2 separate regions of the Gossypium arboreum genome follow, and region 2 is linked to region 1. A link is a contact called in public Hi-C data. All regions are on one chromosome and are shown on one strand. The core of a region is the stretch at or near the end of the contact, and the rest is flanking DNA. Distances in the headings are between cores, read along the strand shown.

Evidence for each region. Hi-C and Micro-C count contacts between places; a contact is called where the count stands out from the background.
Region 2: a Hi-C map of leaf shows a contact between it and region 1, with 4 times the contacts expected there. The contact joins the promoter of LOC108460349 here to the promoter of LOC108469888 in region 1. A contact is called at or near these places in 2 of 5 Hi-C or Micro-C datasets (both in leaf).

The regions. Positions count from the first base shown.
Region 1 is chr12:31,190,411-31,194,794 of ASM2569848v2, reverse strand. LOC108469888 (E3 ubiquitin-protein ligase RGLG3) reads left to right here and starts at 2,901. Exons shown (of 13, transcript XM_053023040.1): 1 at 2,901-3,146.
Region 2 is chr12:31,414,107-31,418,435 of ASM2569848v2, reverse strand. LOC108460349 (probable methyltransferase PMT26) reads left to right here and starts at 1,927. Exons shown (of 9, transcript XM_017759806.2): 1 at 1,927-2,350; 2 at 2,563-3,678; 3 at 3,769-3,918; 4 at 4,155-4,329. The coding sequence starts at 2,620.

The DNA of each region.
Region 1 (4,384 bases), core at 1,652-4,151:
ACTACACAGCCTGCCCATACGGGCCTGCCCATACGGGCATGTCCTAAACCACACGGGTGTGTGACCCATGTTCATAGCAAAAATTTTCTAAGTTTTGTAAAAATTCCCTGAGTTATAGGTTTAGTCCCGAACCATTTCCAAAGCATGTTTTGGGCCTCGTAGGCTCGTATTAGGGACTTTATGATTGAATACAAATGGTTTTAATTTGGATGCCAAATTTATGACTTGATTTGTATGTTTGCTTATGATGCAAGTTCGGTAATACCTCGTATCCTATTCCAGCGTTGAATACAGGTAAGGGGTGTTACAGAGGGTGTGTCTCGATATCCTTTGGCTGTGTCGTGACACCAAAGACAATCTTAGAATTCTTGTATTTTGCTCCCTATGTTGCAACATCAAACTCCCCGTGTTGCAACACAGTGACCAATATTGAGTTCTACACCCTTAGGTGGCCTCCTGCACACTCACTAAGTATACTAGCTCACCTTTAGGCCTTATTCGGCCCCTAAGGTCAATAAAATACTCAAAATATACTTTTTATTGAATTTAAACTAAACTATGACAACATAACTAACACATAATGAAAATGCTTGTATTCAAGCTCCTTAAGTATGAAAACTAGTTTAATCTGCTACACCAAATTACGACAAATTAATTAACCTGTGACAGAGTTGGTGAAAATAGGGTTTCCAGCTAAGAGGAATTGTCGTGCAGTGCAGAAAAGATGAAACATTAATCGAGATGACAACATTTGCTTGGTGAAACGTGAATTGGGTCGGCACTTGTTGCCAATAATCAACAGACAACAAGTGCTGACCAGATTCATGTTTCACCAAGCAACCGCTGTCGGTCTGATTCGCAATTTATCTTTTCTGCACCACACAACTCCTCTCTATTGGAAACCTTATTGCTGCCAACTCTGTCACAGGTTATAGTAACGAGTTCACCGCTTTTGGTAAAGACGAATAAAACGAATTACTTGATTATATTGGAAGGCCTCTATGTTTTTTTATATGACCATGATCTTAGACTTCATGAGTTTTATAAAACATCCTCTACTGATGAGGTGAAACTCGTTGTCGTGTCTGCATAACCACTTTCAACTAGCCCCTTTGTTATACTCCATCCTTTGACAGCATGACTTTTGTAAACTTGAAGCCCTATATACACTTCAGCCTGTGACTGTTTAATCTGCGCCAACTGGGACCTTAAGTTGCAATGCAATCCTGGCTTCTCAGGTGATGGCTCCATCCTCACACGGCAGGAGAAATTTTTAGGTCACCGCGCTCCACGGCATCACCGTAAATTCAAACATACGTTAAAACTAAAACAATGTTTATCTCAAACACAAATAAAAATAAATCTATAAACTTCTAATTTCCAATTGCAAGAAAAAAATTTAACAAAGTGAAAACGCGTCTTGTAGGTCTTGTTTTTATTTCTCTGCTAAAAAAAATAGATCCTGGTAAATAAAAAAATATAATTACTTAAATTAAAAAAAAATCAGCATATATGTTTAATTCACCCATGCATATCAAGTACCTACTGAAAATCATTAAGCAATATGGAAGACTGATTAATCATGTAAAGCTTAAACATATGGATTAAAATTTAAAGAGAGGAAAATTTGTTTATTAACAAAAGTCAATAGCGTGGGGTTCAACTAGACCTTTAAAATTTATAGACAAGTACAGGGATCTATTAAAAAATGTTAAATATAAATTAAAAATATTTTAGATAAGTTCAAAAAGTATTATTAAATTTTTATTTAAAATAATTTTAAATATAATTTAATAAAATATTTATTTTTGGAAATATACAAGTTAAAGCCTTTTTTAATCATTCCATACTTTTCTCTTTTCTCAATCTGTTCATTTTCATTTTCTTTTTATTAAACTTAGAAAAACTAAAAAAAAAAAAGTTTCTTTCCGGTTTCTCCTCCACTTCTAACCACCGTGACCACCATTTTTAATTACCATAACCTTACCCAAAAAAGTTCTTGACTTCATCTGTTGCAATTTTTAAATTTCAATAGTTCATTTTTTCAATTATTTTTCTCTAAAAATCACCAAAAAATTATAAATCTACAAAAAAAGAAGAAGACAAAATCCAACTAAAATGTTGAATAAAGAAAAAGAAAAAAAAAAAGGAGATTTAGACCTGATTAGGGAAATACTGAAATGTTGATTCAACTAAAAGCTTCTGCTGACACTTGAAAGTAGTAGCTAGGTTTTCACTTTTTAGTCTTTAAAGTTTGGGGTACTTGGATGTATAGGACAAAAGGGTTGTCACTTTTCAGTTTGGGTCCTTTTTCTTTTGGGCTTTGGCATGGATGAGCTGTGGGGAGGAGAGAGATGTGTAAGCATGCTAATTTGGGCCTGAGTCAAAAAAGTCCTTCATTAGGTTTGACATGTTCTCAATTTTTGTTTAAATTTATTTTTCAAATTTATATTTTGCTAAAATCTTCTCTTTTTTCAATACAAATTATTATGCTCTTTTGTGTGATAGAATATTTCTATTTGGTGACTTGCTCTACCGATTTGTAATGATAATTTATTTAATAAATAATTAACACGATGCATTCTTTTTCAATCATTGAATTGATGAATGATTTTTATAATATATTTAAAATTATTCATAATTTTTCTAACTTTTAAATAAAAGGATAAAGAGCATTTGAGCACTCACATATTCCAACTATAATAACAATATCAATACTAATAGAATTAAAAAAGTTAAAAAAGAAAGAAAGAAAAAGATAATTTTTTAGGAATATTTTTATATTATATGATATATGTATATATAACGTACTAATCTGGTCCACGTTCTGATCACTATTGGCTAGCAAAGTCAACGAATCTGTTACAAATCTACATGGCAGCAAAAGATAATGAATCCAACGATAATTACTGGACTGTGACAGCAAATAATGGAAGTAGTCCTGTAGGACTAGAATATTCGGGTGTTGAAACTGAAATAAGACTAGTGAACCGTCGGACAAGAAAAGAAAAGCCATGAAAAATTCTAAAAAATCGTCAACAAAAGCGTCTTTATTCATGAATATCGTTTTTTTATACTCAAACAGATTTCAATCCAATTGAATCTTCATCACTGTTCGTTTTTCTTTTCTCTCTCTTATCAGAAAGGTAACTTTCTCAACAAAGTTCCCTTTGTTTCCATGCAAATGACTTCTTCCTCTTCTTTTTAATTTTAATTTTTGCATTTGTTGGATTACTTTTACCATCTTTGATCTGTTTCTTCATTTCTTTAGTGTATATATGATTTTTATTGAAGGAATGGAATTTGAATTAATTTAGATTATTCTTATTGCTAGGAAGTAAGTTGGATGAAAATAGAAATGGGTCTAATTAAAGAAACTGAGTATAAAGTTGTTTTCATCTAATAGAGAAATCCATTTTTTTCCCATAAATTTCTAGTTGATTGCTGGATATGATTATCGAAGAAGTTAAAAAGGGGGAGTTTTGGAATAGCAAATCCAGCTTTGAACGTTTTAGTTTTTATTTTATTTTCTATGGTTTCTTAGCTTCTTATTGCTTTTAAAATGGAAATTATAGGATTTATGATAGATAAACAAACTTCAGATAGATAAAGGTTGTGGCTCTGTTAAACTGTTTTGGATTTTTTAGGGGTATATATATGCTTTTCTGAGTTAATATTTTCTTTATTGCTGTTTTCTTTTTGCTTATTTTCTAGTGGAATTTGTCCAAAATTTTGGGGTCTTAAAAGTGTCATGGAAACACATAAATACTCTAATTTGAAACTGGAAAAGATATATAACTTCAATTCCTTCGGAAATTGTATGATCTTTCGTGCAAGAAGAAAGGGCTAATCTGTATCATCTTGACTTGGGTTTGATTTATTTAGTTTTTTAAAGAAAATGGCTTCTCCTATCTGTATTGAATTGGCGTTTTATTTCCACGAGTTTTCTATAGAGTAAAAGTGATCAGTTGTAAGCAAAATCATTGATTAAATGGTAAATATTGCTATTAGAATTGTTCCATTTAGAAGTAAGATCACACATTTTTTTTATTAACCCTTTTCAAAATTATTGTTTGTTTTTGAATTCGGAATCTTGTAAATTCATCTCTGCATGAATTGTAGCAGTTCTTGAAGTTATTTGTATCCTAGCTCTTATTATTTTTTAAAGTAGTTGGTTATAAATTTTAGTTTCTCACCTGAGGCTGAATTCGTATATGCTGGAATGGAACTCTTTGCAATGCAAGTTAATGAATGAAGCTCTGAGAGAGTAAATGCTTGAAAAAGAAACTGTAAGTGTTGTGCCTTATGCGGTATTTGTATGTAAGAATAAACTAGTCTTCTTTGAAAAAAAATGAAAAAGGAAAGAATAAATTAGCATTTCCTG
Region 2 (4,329 bases), core at 678-3,177, 220 kb before region 1:
TAATTTCCGTTATACGAACTTACTAAGCATTAATTGCTTACTCTGTTTTATTGTTTTATAGTACTTGGAGGTTCATAAAGGTTGGAAGTTGATCGGAGCTACATCACACTATCCTACAGCTCGTTTCGATATAAATAGCAAAAATTTCTTTTGAGTATAATGGCATATATAGGCTAAAGTTGTTAAGGATGGCATATATGTGTTTGGTTGGGATTAGCCATTGGTATGGCTTGTAAATGGTATGTTTTGATATATAAAATGGTCTTAATATGCTTAATGTGTGTTTGAAATGGATGATTAATGAAAATCATAAAGGCATATTGATTATGATAGTAAAATTGATAGAACATGCCTATATGTACATATGGTATTTTGGTAAGTATAGATACTTGAGCATATGTCTTGATATGTCTTACATAAAAATTATTTTGGCTTGATTTGAATGATTTATATTGGATTGGGAATGTGTTAAAATGTTAATGTAGGTGAAAGACCAGTTTGGGTGAGAAATAAGGCTTGGAAATGGCCTTATTTTGTCCACACAGGCATAGACACAGGCGTGTGTCTCAGCCTGTGTGACAATGGCCATGCGCACGGGCGTGTGGTTCGGTCGTGTCTCCTCTGCATCTTTAAAATTGCAAAACATAATGCTCAGGTTTTTCACACGGGCAGAGACACGGGCGTATGTCTCAGCCTTGTGTGGCATACGGCCTGGCACACGGGTGTATGACTTGGCCATGTGCCCCTGCACCTAATTAATGTAAATTAAAATGTTCACACGGCCTAACACACTAGCATGTGGCTTGGTCGTGTGACCCAAGTCAGTAACCACCTTAATTTAGACACGGGTTTTCGAATGTCCACACGGCTTGAGACACGGGTGTGTCTCTCGACCGTGTGAGATACACAGCCTAGCCACACGGGCGTGTGTCCCTTACACATTGGAAAATTTTTGAGATTTTGCAAAAAATTCTTTGAGTTCCCAGTTTAGTCCTGACTTGTTTTAAATGCATATTTTGGGTCTCGAGGGCTCATTTAAGGGACAATATGATTGATTTCGAATATGAATAGTAAATGATATGAATTAACTATATTTGTTCTATAAACTCCGGTAATACTCCGTAACCTTGTACTGGAGACGAATATGGGTTAGGGGTGTTACAAAATTTGTTCAGAAATATTTACATAAAATATTTTGGTCAAAATAGAAAGATACAACTCAAGTAGAATTAAATTCGTGAAGTTTTTGGACCAATAGTCCAAATATTTAAATGTGTAAAGCCAGTGAGAGTTCAAATGAAGTAGTTTTGCGAAAAAGAAATAAGAAATATAAAGTTTTTCACTAAGTCTTGGCATTGATTATGAAAATATTCTTTTGTGGTGGATGTAATAACTTTTAGATATCTTATTAATGTAACAGTTCATGAGAATTTGATATACGTCTAATGATAGTTGTTACAATTTTTATATGAATCACCATATAGTGACGTTTATATTAAAATCTTTGAAAAATTTGGAATGTTAGAAGCATATATAAATTATTAGGAAATTGTTCAATATATTTTCGTAAATATTTATTGAATTGATTTGAACATATGTTTTTATAGAAGGATCGTGATCAAAGTTTATGATGATTATTGTGCAAACTCCTAAAGAGATCAACACATATTTTCCCCAAATTTCTCCTCACTTATGACTTTCAAAAGAATGGCGATATAAATACTTATGTGATGTTTTTATAAGTAGAATAAATACGTGTTGTACTTTTTTTTACTAAAATAATGTTTTGTCCTATTAGATTTTTCAGATAAGATTTTGAATGAAACAATATGTTATATACATTATAGATACAAGTACTTTTTTCCTTCACTATAATATTTTTTTAAATTTTATCTATATATATAAACTTTGAAGAGGATTATAAATATCCTTATTCATCTATCTCTATGTTTTTTTATTGTATTTATTCTCCGTTTCATAACAAAAACATGTTATACAATCTGTAAAATGGCAAAATTGTCATTTGATTAGTGCATCCTCAATCCAATAGTTATTTTTTTGCAAAAATAAAAATACCTCTTATTGATTCCGCGGCTTTTTCCTTTTACCTTGGCCGTCACTTTAGCTCTCTCTAGTCTCTTCAACGCCTTGTTTTCTCCTTATATAAACTCTAAAATCTAGTTCCCTTGTATTAAACCATCAATTAGATTTCTTTTTTCTCATTGCTTTTTTCCCCTTAATTTCCATTGACAGCTATAAGCTAGAATTCTTTGCTTAATGCAGAAACAATGAAGCAGTAAAGATAGTTAAGAATTTTCTCTTTCAGATCTCTTCAGTTTTGGATTTTCTGGTAAATTTCGTTTTCTTTGTTTGTTGTAGATCTAGTTGGATTTTGACTAGATCTGGTTGTTTCTGACTATAATTTTGAAATATGTAGTTACTTGTTTATATATGCTAGTGTTTGCTTTTAATTCTATTAGATCTTATTTGAGCTGCATTTTTTTTAATGAATCATTAGCTTTTCGTTGAAATATAGTTTTGAACTTTTATTTTTGAAAATAGATTTCAGGTGTGGAATTTTGAAGTATTGACTAGAAAGGAAGGGAATACTGAGTGATCATGGCGTTAGGGAAATATAGTAGAGTAGATAATAATAATAATAATAGGAAATCGTCTTCGAGTTATTGTTCCACTGTCACTATTGTGGTTTTCGTGGGATTATGTTTAGTTGGGATTTGGATGTTGACGTCGTCCTCGGTTGTCCCTGTTGAAACCGGGAACGGATCGGCTGAGGAAAAGAAAAATCAGGTTGAAGATCAGGTTACACCGGTAACCAGTGATAACAATGACAGCAGTAACACCTCAGACTTTGAAGATAACCGCGGGGATTTACTTGATGATGCCACCAAAGGGGACGGGAACGTGAGTTTAGCTGAAAATGATGGTAAAGGTAACTTGAATACACAAGAAAATCAGGATAAAAATGAAGACACTCAAATGGATGAGTCCAAGAAGCATGATGAGCAGTCAGCTTCAGAAGGTGGAGAGAAAAGTGGTGACGACTCGGGTGGACAAGGGGATTCCCTAGAGAATTCTGACGACAAGAAATCTGATTCGGATGAGACTGACAAGAAATCTGATTCAAATGAGAATGACAAGAAATCTGAAGAGAACAATGAGAAATCTGATCTTGATGATGGTGACAAGAAACAAGATGAAAGCTCCTCCGAAACTAATGGCGATCAGGCGGATAATCAGATAGAAGAGAAGGTTGATCAAAATGATAATAATGAGTTGGAAAAAAGCTCTGATGAACCAAAAGATGATGGTCAGCTGAAAAACCAGAGCTCAAATGAAGTTTTCCCATCTGGTGCTCAATCTGAACTTTTGAATGAAACCGTGACCCAAACTGGATCGTTCTCTACTCAGGCGACAGAATCAAAGATTGAAAAGGAAACTCAGTTATCATCCAAGAAATATAGTTGGAAGCTGTGCAATTCCACTGCGGGGCCTGATTATATCCCATGCCTTGACAATTTGGAAGCAATCAGGCATCTTCCTTCTACTAAACATTATGAACATCGAGAGAGGCACTGTCCAGAAGAACCACCAACCTGCCTTGTTCCTCTTCCTGAACGATATAAGCGTCCAATTGAGTGGCCAAAAAGCAGGGAAAAGGTACTTTAACATAACATGTGCTAGTTCATTTTTTGGCTCTGATATTTGGCTTGATCAGATGCAGTAACAAATATTTTCCTGCCGCGGCAGATTTGGTACTACAATGTTCCCCATACCAAATTGGCACAAATTAAGGGGCATCAGAATTGGGTGAAAGTTACTGGAGAATACCTCACATTTCCTGGTGGTGGAACCCAGTTTAAGCACGGCGCGCTTCATTATATCGACTTCATAGAAGAGGTGAGTGCTCCAAATGAATGTATTGTCTTCACATTTTTGTTCTCTATTATTACAGTGGTAATTCTTATCATACGTGATCAATTGTTATGATATATCAGTTATGTTTCTTGTAAGGCATCTGCTATTTTGATTTCTGTAATCTATCATCATATATTAGTTTGTTCATGGTTGATATTATATCCTCTTGCAATTTGTTCTCTCAATATGTGCTTAATTTTTTACTTCTTGTTCTTCAGTCTGTGCCTGATGTAGCTTGGGGAAAACGGTCTCGCGTAGTATTGGATGTTGGATGTGGGGTTGCCAGCTTTGGAGGTTTTCTTTTTGACAGAAGTGTTGTTGCCATGTCCTTTGCACCAAAAGATGAACATGAAGCTCAAGTACAATTTGCACTTGAAAGGGGAATTCCTGCTG